2 separate regions of the Triticum aestivum genome follow, and region 2 is linked to region 1. A link is a contact called in public Hi-C data. All regions are on one chromosome and are shown on one strand. The core of a region is the stretch at or near the end of the contact, and the rest is flanking DNA. Distances in the headings are between cores, read along the strand shown.

Region 1 (6,131 bases), core at 1,271-3,770:
TGAACCTATGGTAAAAAAAAAAATACATCCAAAGAAGCAATAACATGTACTTAAACTAACAACGTGAATATTTAAAAATGATTCCCATCAGTAGCAAAATGCAACAAGGTGCCTAAACTTTCAAATTGTATCATTCTGACTTAAGACCTGAAGTTTCAAGTTCACCCAACATTTGGTGGACACCTACAGAATTCGGAATTGGAACCTAGCCAAAGATGGGGTGCCGCATCCTGTACTGTAACGTAACACGTGTCGCAATATACTGAACGTTTTCAGCCTAAGGCCATGTTGTTCAGGTATTCAGGGGGATTAGAGGGGAAGGCACGAGAGAAATCGGAGAAATAATGATTTGGAGTTATGTTGCTTGTTTTATTCATGGGCACAGCTCCCTCTTATATATAGGAGGCAGCCTAAACAGATACTCTGACCTCCAGAAGCCGAACTCTTTTGTGATTGTATCATCTAGATACATCATACATGGTGATGAATCAATAAAAACTTCCATTTCCAAAAGACAAAAACAAAAACAAAAACAAAAAAGATACTCTTATCCAACTTCATAACAGTTTGAAACCTCACTTGAACCTTATAGGTTTAAGGTATCTTTCAACATAGCAAGCCATCAAATTAATGTGACGAATCCATGGTCTGACACCTAGCTGTGCCTGTTAGGAAAATAAACCACGTCGTGTCCGGTCATGGCATGTGTGTGCGTCGCGCATTATGACGTGTGTTTTCGAGTCTGCAACACCTATGTGCATCTGTGTCCCGGTGGCACGTGAGTACATGCTCGCGTTCGTGTCCACCGTGTCGGTCTAGGTCAGGCAATGGTGTGCGCCATGGCCTGGCAAGTTTGTTAGCTGCATGTGTGCCTGTGCTAGCCGAGTCCTGTGTTAGTGCATGGGTTAGTTAGTGGCTGGCTGTTATGGTCGGGTCAGTGCGTTTGTTGGCTACTGGAGTGAGATTGAGAGGTAGAGAGGTAGAAGAAGATGAGGAGCTACTCCGGTCAGCTCCAACAGTGCCAGTGTCATGTCCAGCTAGGACATGGTTGCTTCCAAACTGGTAGGCAGCTAGGCTCACCACCCTTGGCATCGTGTCTCAGCTGGACACAGCTGCACAATTGCAGTCTGCTCCTTGTCGATCCGAATAAGACATGAGGCTATGCTGAGTTTGAGTTGAAAGAAACTGCTAGCCCCCCTAAGCTATATGTTGGAGATATGAGCAATGCTTCGAAGGTATTGTTCATTCGTATATTCAGCATCAATATCCATCCGACTTATGAATGAAAATCAAATCAAGCTAGAACTTTGGCAGGTAGGAAGGTGCCATCGGTTTTTTAAGGTGGTGAAGGCGGTCCTCGTTTTTAATTTTCAGTATGACGAGCTAAATCACGGATACATGAAGTTCAATTACTTGATAGAATAAAATGCAGGTGTCTGAGCTATAATGAGTGCTTCTGATTACCTTCCACGAAATAGCTTCTGATGTGAGCATGGTTAGGTTGGATCATCAAGCTTTTACAACTGGCTACACCTCATACAGGAATGACAACGGTGATCTTCTTATATGTGCCAACTGGCTGCTGTCATGGCCCTTACTGCAGGAGCAGATGGAGTTGGACTACCACGGGATTTATGTTCCATTTGGGATGACAGTTGGTTTGATATGTAATGTTGGATTTCGCACAAGCTTTATGTAGCTTATGATTTCCCTCAGAGCCATTGAGCGTGAATGTTGTAATGAAGTACAGTACTCCCTCCGTTTGTTTTTATAAGACGTTTCACACAGCTTGCTGTGTACTGTTTTGAACAGTGTCTGAATGCCTAAAACGTCTTATAAAAATGAACAGAGGTAGTAATAAATTTGAATGCGTACATCTTCCGATGCAAACACCGAAGGGAAGTTCACTACCATTATCTACTACTCCCTCACTACTGCCAAAAACGCTCTTATATTATGAGACGAGGGAGTAGAAAACTACCACAAAAGCATTAGTTGCATGATTCGTGCAGCAGTTGAGTGACTGTTGAACCAATTTGAAATTCTGAAAGAATCAAACCATAGTGTGGTTCGCAAGCACCTACGGAAAGATTGAAGAGGACAACGGAGACGCCTGTGAGGAAGCCCACGAGGCAGGCTGCGAGCGTGACGAGGTCGAGGCCGGGCGCCATCTCCTCCACGGACGCCTTAACCTGCTCCCCCCGCCGAACCTCGGCCTCCTCGTCCGCCGCTCCGCATCGAACCCGAAGGCGCACGCCCCCGCGGCGGGTACCGGGCAGCAGGGGGCGGGCCGCGACGCGGAAGAGAGGAGGCGGAGATGCAGACGAGGCGAGTAGGAGACGCGGGGAGCACGGGGTCGCGGCTGGCGCCATGGATTCCGATTGCGGGACCGGTAGAGCCAGCTATCTCATCTCTGCTAGTGCTATGCTGTTCTAGTAGGGGCTCGAAGCTGCACTGTTCTCATCTTTGGAGGCTCAAGGCAAAAAAACGCCTCTGGGGAATTCCGGCCTTTCCAGACGAGGAGGGCTGTTTTCTCATTATTAGTTTCCTCGGTATAGTCTGGTGGACAACAATCCGCAACGTTTATCCTCTCGCCTGTGCTCTTTCCCTCGATTTCTGCCCAACTATTCTGAGATAAACGGAAATAATATCTGGCAAACGGCAGCCAGGGAGCTCATCCCAGCGAACGCCTTCCCCGTCTTTGTACGGATCTTGACACAAGCCGATGTCACGTAGATTTCGTTCGCTGTTACACGTTTTCTTGGACGAGGGTGTATCTGAGTGCACGGCAGTTGCATGATGGCCAATCCATCGTCCGATGATCTGCTTGGACGCACTGATGTGCTCTATCGGGCAGAGATCGTCTGCTGTGTATCGTGTGTATAGCAGCGCTCAGGGTGCTTACCACTCGACCGTAGTGGGTTTTTGTGAACACTTGCTACGAAGCTGCCATATGTATGTCAAACCTAAATTTTTTTAAGTGGATTTTCCTTTTGAAAACATAATCCAAAAATCCTTATTTTTTTATTTTGAAAGAAAAAATCCTGATGTTTTTACTGGGTTTTTTTTCTAAACTTGTCATGTGCATTTTTAGTTATAGGTAGCATGGCAATTTATTTTTAATTTTAATCCATGACATTTTTGTGTGTTCCAAAACATGGCAATTTCTATGTCCTTTTGTAATGCCGCATGGCAAACTTTGGGAATTGTATTTCTTATTCATACCATTTTTTGAAAAAAAAATATTGATGTCTTACATGGCAGTTTTATTACTAAGAGAATCACAGTTTTATTACAGCATGGTAGTTTTACTGTTAATAGCATGACAATATTATTATTGAGAGCATGGCATTTTATTGTTAAGAGGATGGTGATTTGGTTATTGAGAGTGTGGCAGTTTTATTATTGTTCGCATGATATTTTTACTAGTAAAAGTGCCCGTGCGTTGCAACGGGCTAACAACAAAAACTCACAAAAATTATAATGACCAACATAAAACAATTCAAGTTCATCAAATTGTGCCAACCTGATGTAAATCCTACAGATCAAATCAATAATTAAGAATAACTCATGTAAGAAAGAGGAGCCTGAGCTTTTAAAAAAAACGTGCACACCATCCTGGTTGAATGTGCTTGAATGGACGCTCCTTCTGGCGCTGCTAGTGGCCACCACTATGACTCCTTGTCCTCGCGGGCACGCGTGGGGAAGGAGCAGATCCTCCAGCGCAAGAAACAGCAAAACACACCAAGAATTATGAACCACTTTTAGCTATTTACAACAAATAGCCCAAGATTACACCACATGGTCATTAATAGCAAGATTGGATAAAAATAGCTTCTTGTATATTTATACACTCACACACCAGGTCCAGTTCTTCTCATTGCCTCGCTGTATATTGTAGTCTTCACAGAATATTAATTACATGATGATGAGATTAACCGAAAAGACTACACTGAATTTTGGCATTTTGCCTATGCAGTAACTCAAAAGACAAACAACTCTTACAGAATAAGAATCGTATGTGTTTTCTTCCACAAAGATCATGAACAGTGGGTTTAGTTTTCTATTTTATTTCATTGTTGACCCAGTCTTTCATGGCTGCTTCATTAGGAACTTGAACATGAAAGAGGACGATAGGAAAGCCTCTTTTTATTACAGGTATATATATTCAGTAGCTCAGGCCTTTGTAGCAAATTTGTATAGGTCTGCTTGTTGTGCCTACCGAAGTATGCACATGTTTTTGACCTGCAAGTGCAGCTAGGGATGCCTGTAATTCAGACAATTAAAACACAAAGTTGATGATTTCTGTGTGTATGACACTTGTGTTCTGTACATGTCCCCATGCTTGCAAGTTGCATTTGCAGTGTATGGAACTAACCTTATATGGCTTATTTGAGGGGACAACAACAGCAGCCAAGGTGGCGGCAGGAAGTCCTCGACGTGTGACCTGGACAACGTCTTGGTCAGTTACTTGGAGATTATGCTTCCATTGCTCACGCTCGCCGGGACACACTGCCGTCACCGTTGTCGGAGTCTTTGTCGCTGGGGGCGGGACTGGTCCCTTCCTACTTCCTAGTTCCTACTTGATTCTGCCATGACCTGATTGCCCTTGCAATGCAACGGGGGCCTAAATATTTTACGTGTTAGAAATAATACAATAATAGAACCCCACATAGTTCTTTTATAGAGAACTTCGCAAACCTCGACTAATCTATATCATGCAGGGAAAGTATCAATCATATATATCTTCAGAATCCCCATACACATCAAGCAGCATTATCTCCCTTTTATTACTTTTATAAATCATTCTTATTTCCTCCAACCAAACTCACCATGTCTATATCCTTTGAGCTAAGGGAATATTTGTACTATGCAGAGGAGAAGATTAACACTCCATATTGAGAGAACAAATCAAGTTTAGTATAGGTGCCATGCCAGTGGCATGTTTGAGATCATGTCGTCGCTGCTGAACCTTGTACTATGTCATCTAGCAGAACACGTTATCATTTGCGTCGTATATATTTCCCTTGATGCATGGGTGGAGCTGAACATGCCCTGAACTCTGATCTCCTTTCCTGCTTTGACTTTAATAAACTTGAGTACATAGTATGCACAGTACTACTACTGTACAACATATAATTAATATTTTACTGTGTGAAAAGAAATTAAGTCAAGACCCTGAAGAATACTACAAAAATATCTAAATGTCCACAACGATGTTCTTAAATTCTGGAGAAAGCTCGTAACCCAGATGTAGATTTCAAGCTGGAAGTTTTATGCACAATCCTTTGTATGTTTGGCAAGAAAAATAATATCAATGAGCTTCTAGCTTCTGCATCAATGAATATATACCAGAATCTAGCCTTTTGTACCCAACCAAACCTAGAAAACAAAGTCTAGAGAGAGGGGGGGGGGGGATAGAGTCTGTCCACTTGCTCTGTAACATTAGGAGCCATGACACGCCAGTTTTCTGCTCAACTATTCGAAGTATAAACCACTTTTACTACTGAGTGCCAACTCGAGAAACAAAATCCCATTGTCATCTTACTACGTAGCAGTAAGCGTTAATTAAGAAGCAATATCTCATATTGTGTAGCTAGAAGAAATTAACATATTAGTCATTAAAGTTGACTCACGGCATTCTTCCTGGGGGCATCCAGCCCTAGTTGATAGCAAGAATTCTTCATGTACTCTTTGGTCGCCTTTCCGCACGTCACCTACGGCATAGTCATAACCTGCACGAGCGAGTGCCAAGAACCCAAATTAAATTAATCGCCAAATAACAACTTGGAACTTGTGAAGAAGCACAAAATGCTAGAGTCCAGAAATAAAGGCAGATTAATTCTACTAAAGTTTTAAGATATTGATCTTTATGGTTTGATAACATGTGAATAGGAATTTTGGAAAAAAGTGGTGGCAAGTCATACAACAGACAAATAAATTTGTCCAAGAACTGATCCTCCATGTCCGGAGAGAACAATCACAGCTACATGGAAGATTTCTACAAGTTTAATTGAAATTTTATGAGCATATTAACATCCTCCGAAGTCTGAATCTCTCCACCTTCCACTCCATGGGCATTGTCTTCCATGTGATAAATGTAACTACTTCGCATGAAAGGTATAATATAA
Region 2 (6,172 bases), core at 1,395-3,894, 180 kb after region 1:
TATGAATGTGTACATGCCATACGGAAGAGAAAAAGGAAAAAAACACTGTGTGCCGTTAAATTGGATATGATGAAAACTTATGATAGAGTGGAATGGTCTTTTCTTCAACAAATGATCACTAAGCTGGGTTTTTCTCAATCATGAACAGCCATGGTTATGAGGTGTGTCACTTCTGCAAGATTCTCAGTGAAACTTAATGGTAGTTTATCAGAAGATTTTCTCCCTTCTCGAGGGTTGCGACAAGGAGACCCCATCTCTCCCTATTTGTTCTTATTTTATGCAGAGAGCTTCTCGGCGCTACTCAAGCAGGCACAACGGGAGAGGGAAATACAGGGGGTGTCGTTTGGGCGCACTGGCCCCACAATCACACACCTACTGTTTGCGGACGATAGTATTGTCTTCCTTGAGGCCTCACAGCCGAATTTGGAGCGTCTTCGGCAGATTCTTATCACATATGAGGAGGCATCAGGACAAAAGGTGAATTTGGAGAAGTCCTCCATCTTTTTTGGAAAAGGATGTAATGACGAGGTCAAGGCTAATTTGAAGGGTGTGGTGGGTATACAATCAGAGGCACTTAATGAAAAATACTTTGGGTTACCAACCATGGTGGGCAAGTCCAAAGATGGGTGCTTCAGGTATGTTCAAGAATCTTCTAGAGGGAAGGTAATGGGGTGGAAAGGACAGGGTTTGTCGAAGGCAGCAAGGGAGGTACTTGTCAAGTCGGGGTTGCAAGCAACACCGACGTTCTCGATGAGTTGCTTCCAGCTCTCCAAGAAAATGTGCGGGAAGCTGAAATCTATTTCTTCTAAATTCTGGTGGGGGCGGCTGACGGCGAGCGCAAAGTTCATTGGGTGGCCTGGGACAAAATGTGTACAAGGAAGCAGTCTGGTGGGATGGGCTTCCGGGACTTCGAGATGTTTAATCAATCTCTCCTGGCCAAACAAGTCTGGAGGCTACTAATGTATCCAATACCTTTATGTGCAAAAGTGCTTAAGGCAAGATACTATGAAGATATGGATGTCATGGCTGCTCCTTGTCCACAGGGGTGTTCCTATACGTGGAGAAGCTTGATGCATGGAAGAGACCTGCTAGCACGTGGGCTGATATGGCGTGTTGGGGAAGGGACAAAGATAAACGTGCTCCATGACAATTGGATCCCGCGTAATGGTAGCATGGTGCCGCTGGGTGCCACATATGTACCGAACATTGTAAAGGTTGCTGACCTGCTTACACCGGAAGGCACGACATGGGATGAGGAAAAACTGCTGCAGGTTTTTACTCCGAGTGATGTGCAGGATATAAGACAGATCTTGATCGGAGGACCAGGAAAGGAGGACTTCCTGGCATGGAATTATACTAAAAATGGAGTTTTTTCCGTTCGGTCGGCGTACCACTTGGGTATGTCTCTCAAAGTGGCGTCGAAGGCACTGGCCTCTTCGTCAAGTTCGGTGGCTGAGCATCGGAGCTGGATGGAGCTATGGGCTGCGGACGTCCCCAACAAGGTCAAGATCCATGGTTGGTGTTTGCTAAAAAATGGTTTGGTTGTAGGGGCTGAACTGCTGCGACGGCATGTAAAGCCTGGGGTCTTCTGTATAGCGTGTGGAAGAAAAGAGACAGTTATTCATCGAATGTGGCGCTGCCCTCATTCGATGCAGTTCTGGAAAGTGCTTGGCAATGGTGTTGGGGCGCCCCTGGCGCTGCTGCCCACACATATTGACAGGGTAGATAATATGCGAACCTGGGTGTTGGATTAGCTGGCGGCAGCATCGAATGAGGAGAAGAGGGTGGTCATGAGGGTGTGGTATGAACTGTGGCTTGCAAGGAACAACGCACGGGATAGTGGACGTATAGAGGACCCGAACCTGATTGCAGACAGAGTGATTTATCTTGATCAGGAGTGGGAGGCGATCAAGGAAACTAATGTGAGGCCGCCAACTGTGCGTAACAAAGATGTCTGGACGAAACCAGAAGAAGGGTGGATGAAGGTCAATACTGATGGTGCACTAGCTAAGCAAGGAGGATCAGGAGGAGGTGGAGCGGTCCTTAGAGACCACCATGGCGCGTTCGTGGCAGGAGCGTGCCATTTTTTCCCAGCTACGTCGGATCCAGAAGTTGCCGAGCTCCTAGCATGCCGTCGGGGTGTTCTTCTAGCACAAGAAAATGATGTCCAGAAGGTGGTGTTCGAGATGGACTCGAACGCGGTTCGGAAGATCAACAACATCCAGAAGGATCTCTCGATGATGGGTCAGGTCGTCCAGGAGATCAAGGAGCTACTTACCCAGTTCCAAGAGGTTAGAGTTGTTTGGGTTCGTCGCTCCGCAAACGTAGTCGCTCATAGACTAGCTAGGGAGAGTTGCTGTAGGGAGTTGTGCCATTCTTGGCGCCTTGTAGCGCCAGACTTTGTAAGCTCAGACATTGCCTCTGATGGTGCACTAGAGCCCCTCAAAAAAACAAACAAACAAAGGGTCAGCTGCCTCAGCGTCAGCAGCAGCGGACGATAATATCTTGCAGGGCCCCGACGAACGCAGATGGCTTGGCTCCGTTCAGGTTCGGCGGCGAAAAGATAAGTCTTTACGTCCTTGTCGTTCCCCTTTTCAAAGGAACCAAAGCCCAAGTGCACGTTAAACGTTTATTTAGTCCCACTTACAATTATTTCGGGTTCCACTACTCAAGTGGCCATGTCTTCGTAAACACTCCGCCTCGTCTATTTAGCTCGTCAGTGCGGGTGCAGATCTAAACTGTGTCCTAGGACTAGTAGTGGGCTAGTGGCTGTCCAGCTTGTCCTGCGTGGACTCGTGGCATCGGAGTTTCGAAAATGGGCGTGAGCATCCCAGCCAGCGAGCCGAAGCACCGGCGGCACCATCAAGAAGGGTGCGAGGCCGACGACGGCGGCGAGGAGTCGCCGGCGCTCGCCGCGCTGTACCTGTACGGGGACGTGCTCGAGTCGGTGGTGGAGCGCGTGCCGGCGCCCGACCTCGCCGCCGCGGCGGGGGTCTCGCGCGAGTGGCTCCGCGCGGTGCGGTCCGCGCTGCGCCGGCGCCCGCGGCGGCTGCCCTGGCTCGTGGTCCACCTCCACGGCCGCCGCCGCCGGACCGCGGCCTACGACCCGCACTCCGGCGCGTGGCTCACCGTGCAGGCCCCGCGCCACGCCACGCCGTCGCACGTGCGCCTCCTGCGCGGCGCGCGCGGCGACCGGGTGTGCGCGCTCTCCTGCTCCGGCCTCGACGTCGCCGGCGACCCTCTTGGGACGTCCGCGTGCGTCGCCATGAAGGCCCCCGGCGTGTGGCGCGTCGACCCGGTGCTGGCAGCGGTGGGCGACCGCGTGGTCGCCCTCGGCGGCGCGTGCCAGCTTGCGCTCGCCGAGGGAGAGGACGCCGCCGCGGTGGAGGTCCACGAGCGCGGGAATTGGGCGGCCTGCGATCCGATGCCGGCGGCGCTCCGCGAGTCGGCGGCAGCAACGTGGCTTTCGGTGGCCGCGACGGATCACAGAGTGTACCTCGCGGACAGAACCACCGGGTGTGCGAGCTGGTTCGATCCGTCGATGCGGCGGTGGGGTCCAACCCGTCGCCTCAAACCAGACGCCGGCGTTTCCACGTGGGGCGTCGCGCCTGGTCGCGCCGGCGCCGAGCAGCTCGTCCTTTTCGGAGCGAAGCGCGAAGGCGAGGGGGCAAAGAACAAAGTCGTCATCCAAGCATGGGAGGTGGACGGCGACACTCTGGATCTGCCTCCCGGCGCGGGCCACGACGCAATGCCGAGCGAGATGTCGGCGAGGCTTTTCCCCCACGACGAGGACGAGGAGGACGACGGGGAGACGCTCCCGTCGATCGCGGTGTGCGGCAACGCCACCGGAGGGTACGTGTACAATTCGGCCGAGCCAGCCAACGGCGCCGTGCTCTACGAGCTGCAGGAGGGGAAGACGGGGGGCGCCGTGGAGCGGTGGGAGTGGGTGCCGTGCGCGCCCTCGGTCCGCGCCGAGCCGCTGGGCCGCGTCATCCTCGCGTGCTCGCCGGTGGGGTTGGACGAGCTCGAGCTGTCGCGTGGACTATCACCTCTGGGCCCACAACGTGCATGTGCGGATGTACAGTGAAACACAGTTTTTAGTTAAATAAAATACTCCCTCGGTTCATAAATTTAAGATGCTTTGTATATCATTCCCTCGGTTCATAAACATAAGATGCTTTGTATATCATTCAAGTTTCAGGAATCTTCAAACCCAATGGACTGACTGAAATGAGTGAGTAATAAATACACTAAAGAGCAATGCTATACGGACGACAATGTAAAGACGATTTGTGGACGACGTGTGGCCGGAGCCAATGGCGGTGCCAGAACTGCAGTCTTGTGTAGTCATTTTTAAATTGTGTAGTCAAGTACACAAAATTAAACAAAAAAATTCAACATTTTTGCAAGCATATGCTAGTTTCATCAAAAAGCTGGGTAGTCAATTGACTACCCAGCTGATGAGTGGCTTCGCCACTGGCCGAAGCCTTTCATCGTGTCGGCCGTGTACAGGAGAACCATTGCATCAGCTGTCGTTCAGGAATCGTCCCGTGAATTATTGTCCGCAAAGGAGTTCCTTACACTAAAACGTGTCTATGTATGTTTGATTTTTAAAAAAAATAGAACATCGTGTACTAGTGATTGAAGGGAGTAGATTGTAGATTGAATCAATCAACAACCATCAACCGCTGTTGTGAGCTTTTCTCTTGATGAAACCAAACAGACACCTCGTCACTTGTTTTAGGCGACTAGGGCGGCACCAACGCCGTCACCACACCGACCCTCTCGTCGGCCTCTTGCTTTCGTCGCCGCCTGTCAGCACCTCCGGGGCAAAGTCCCGCATGGTTGCCGGTGGTGACGGGATCTCTTTCTCCTCCACTCCCCTCTCCCCGGGTGATCATGCGACTGCTTCTCGTGAGATCTGTGCGGCTCCGCTGCCGTTCAAGGCTCCACTAATGTTGGATCCTTCTTGGATGTGATTGGTTGCTGCTTCACGTGAGATCTGTCCAGGCAGCTGGTGAGATCCGTGCGGCTCCGCTGCCGTTCAAGGCTCCAATAATGTTGGATCCTTCCTGGATGTGATTGTCTGGCTGCTTCTCACCAGATCCGTCCCCGCGGCTGCTTCTCATTAGATCTGTCCAGGTGGCTGCTCTTGGTGAGATCTGTGTGGCTCCCCTGCCATTCAAGGCTCAACTAATGATGGATCCTTCCTGGATGTGATTGTCTGGCGCTGTTTGTCACGGCTACCAGCTCCTGCCGATGGGTGGTGGCTCCAATCAAACGGGTTCGTCCTGTGGTCGCCGGGGCGAGCCTAAGACGTTCGGACGAGCAATCTCCAGCATGTCCCCACCAGATCCACGGGGATAGCGCTAGTAAGGTTGCGGCATGTGCTCCACCGTTGGTGATGGCAAGTGTGGTGTCAGGATACGGCGGGGTCGTAAGATGGGGTCTCCACTCTGACATGTTGTGACGGTCTCCATGTGACGACGCCAATGAGCAGCGGTCTTCTTCAGGCCTGACCTCTCGAGTTGCGGATTGCGACAACCACTGAAGGGTTTTCGTGAGTGTTCCTCTCTTTAGATTCGGTGGCTGGTAATGTCGACTCCTATAGTCATGCTTGTTGGAAATATGCCCTACATACAATAATAAATTAGTTATTATCATATTTCCTTGTTCATGATAAAAATTTATTATTCATGCTAGAATTGTATTGACTGGAAACTTAAATACATGTGTGAATACATAAACAACGTCATGTACCTAGTAAGCCTCTAAAGACTAGCTCGTTGATCAAATATGATTAAGGTTTCCTAACCATGGACATGAGTTGTCATTTGATAACGGGATCACATCATTAGGAGAATGATGTGATGGACAATACCCAACCATAAGCTTAGCATCATACTCCTTCCGTCCCGAAAAACATGTCGCATGCGTAGTTCATTGCCAATTTTATAAAAAAAAGCCCCTCATAGTTTCAAAACAATCACAAACAAGTCCCTCCACCCCCGTCGTCTTCCTCCGCCGTCGCCCGTGCGTCTCCAGGGGCCGGCGCCGCCAAGCTGCGTGATTGCCGCTCGCCAGGAAGTGTTCCGCCTCCGTCGCCACATACCTTCAACGCCGTCGCCGTCGCCAAGTACTTGCTCCACCACCGCCGCCCAGACTTGCGCCG

What was found. Hi-C and Micro-C count contacts between places; a contact is called where the count stands out from the background.
Region 2: a Hi-C map of leaf shows a contact between it and region 1, with 5 times the contacts expected there. The contact joins the promoter of LOC123070431 here to the promoter of LOC123070428 in region 1. A contact is called at or near these places in 4 of 5 Hi-C or Micro-C datasets (leaf and an unstated tissue).

What each region holds. Positions count from the first base shown.
Region 1 is chr3B:470,067,285-470,073,415 of IWGSC CS RefSeq v2.1, forward strand. LOC123070428 (chloride channel protein CLC-e) reads right to left here and starts at 2,521. Exons shown (of 7, transcript XM_044493654.1): 1 at 2,085-2,521; 2 at 1-5. The coding sequence starts at 2,372. LOC123070430 (a long non-coding RNA gene) reads right to left here. Exons shown (of 5, transcript XR_006433677.1): 4 at 4,379-5,735; 5 at 3,517-4,267.
Region 2 is chr3B:470,246,469-470,252,640 of IWGSC CS RefSeq v2.1, forward strand. It overlaps LOC123070431 (F-box/kelch-repeat protein At1g23390), which reads left to right and starts at 2,645. Exons shown (of 1, transcript XM_044493655.1): 1 at 2,645-4,217. The coding sequence starts at 2,816. The coding sequence ends at 4,087.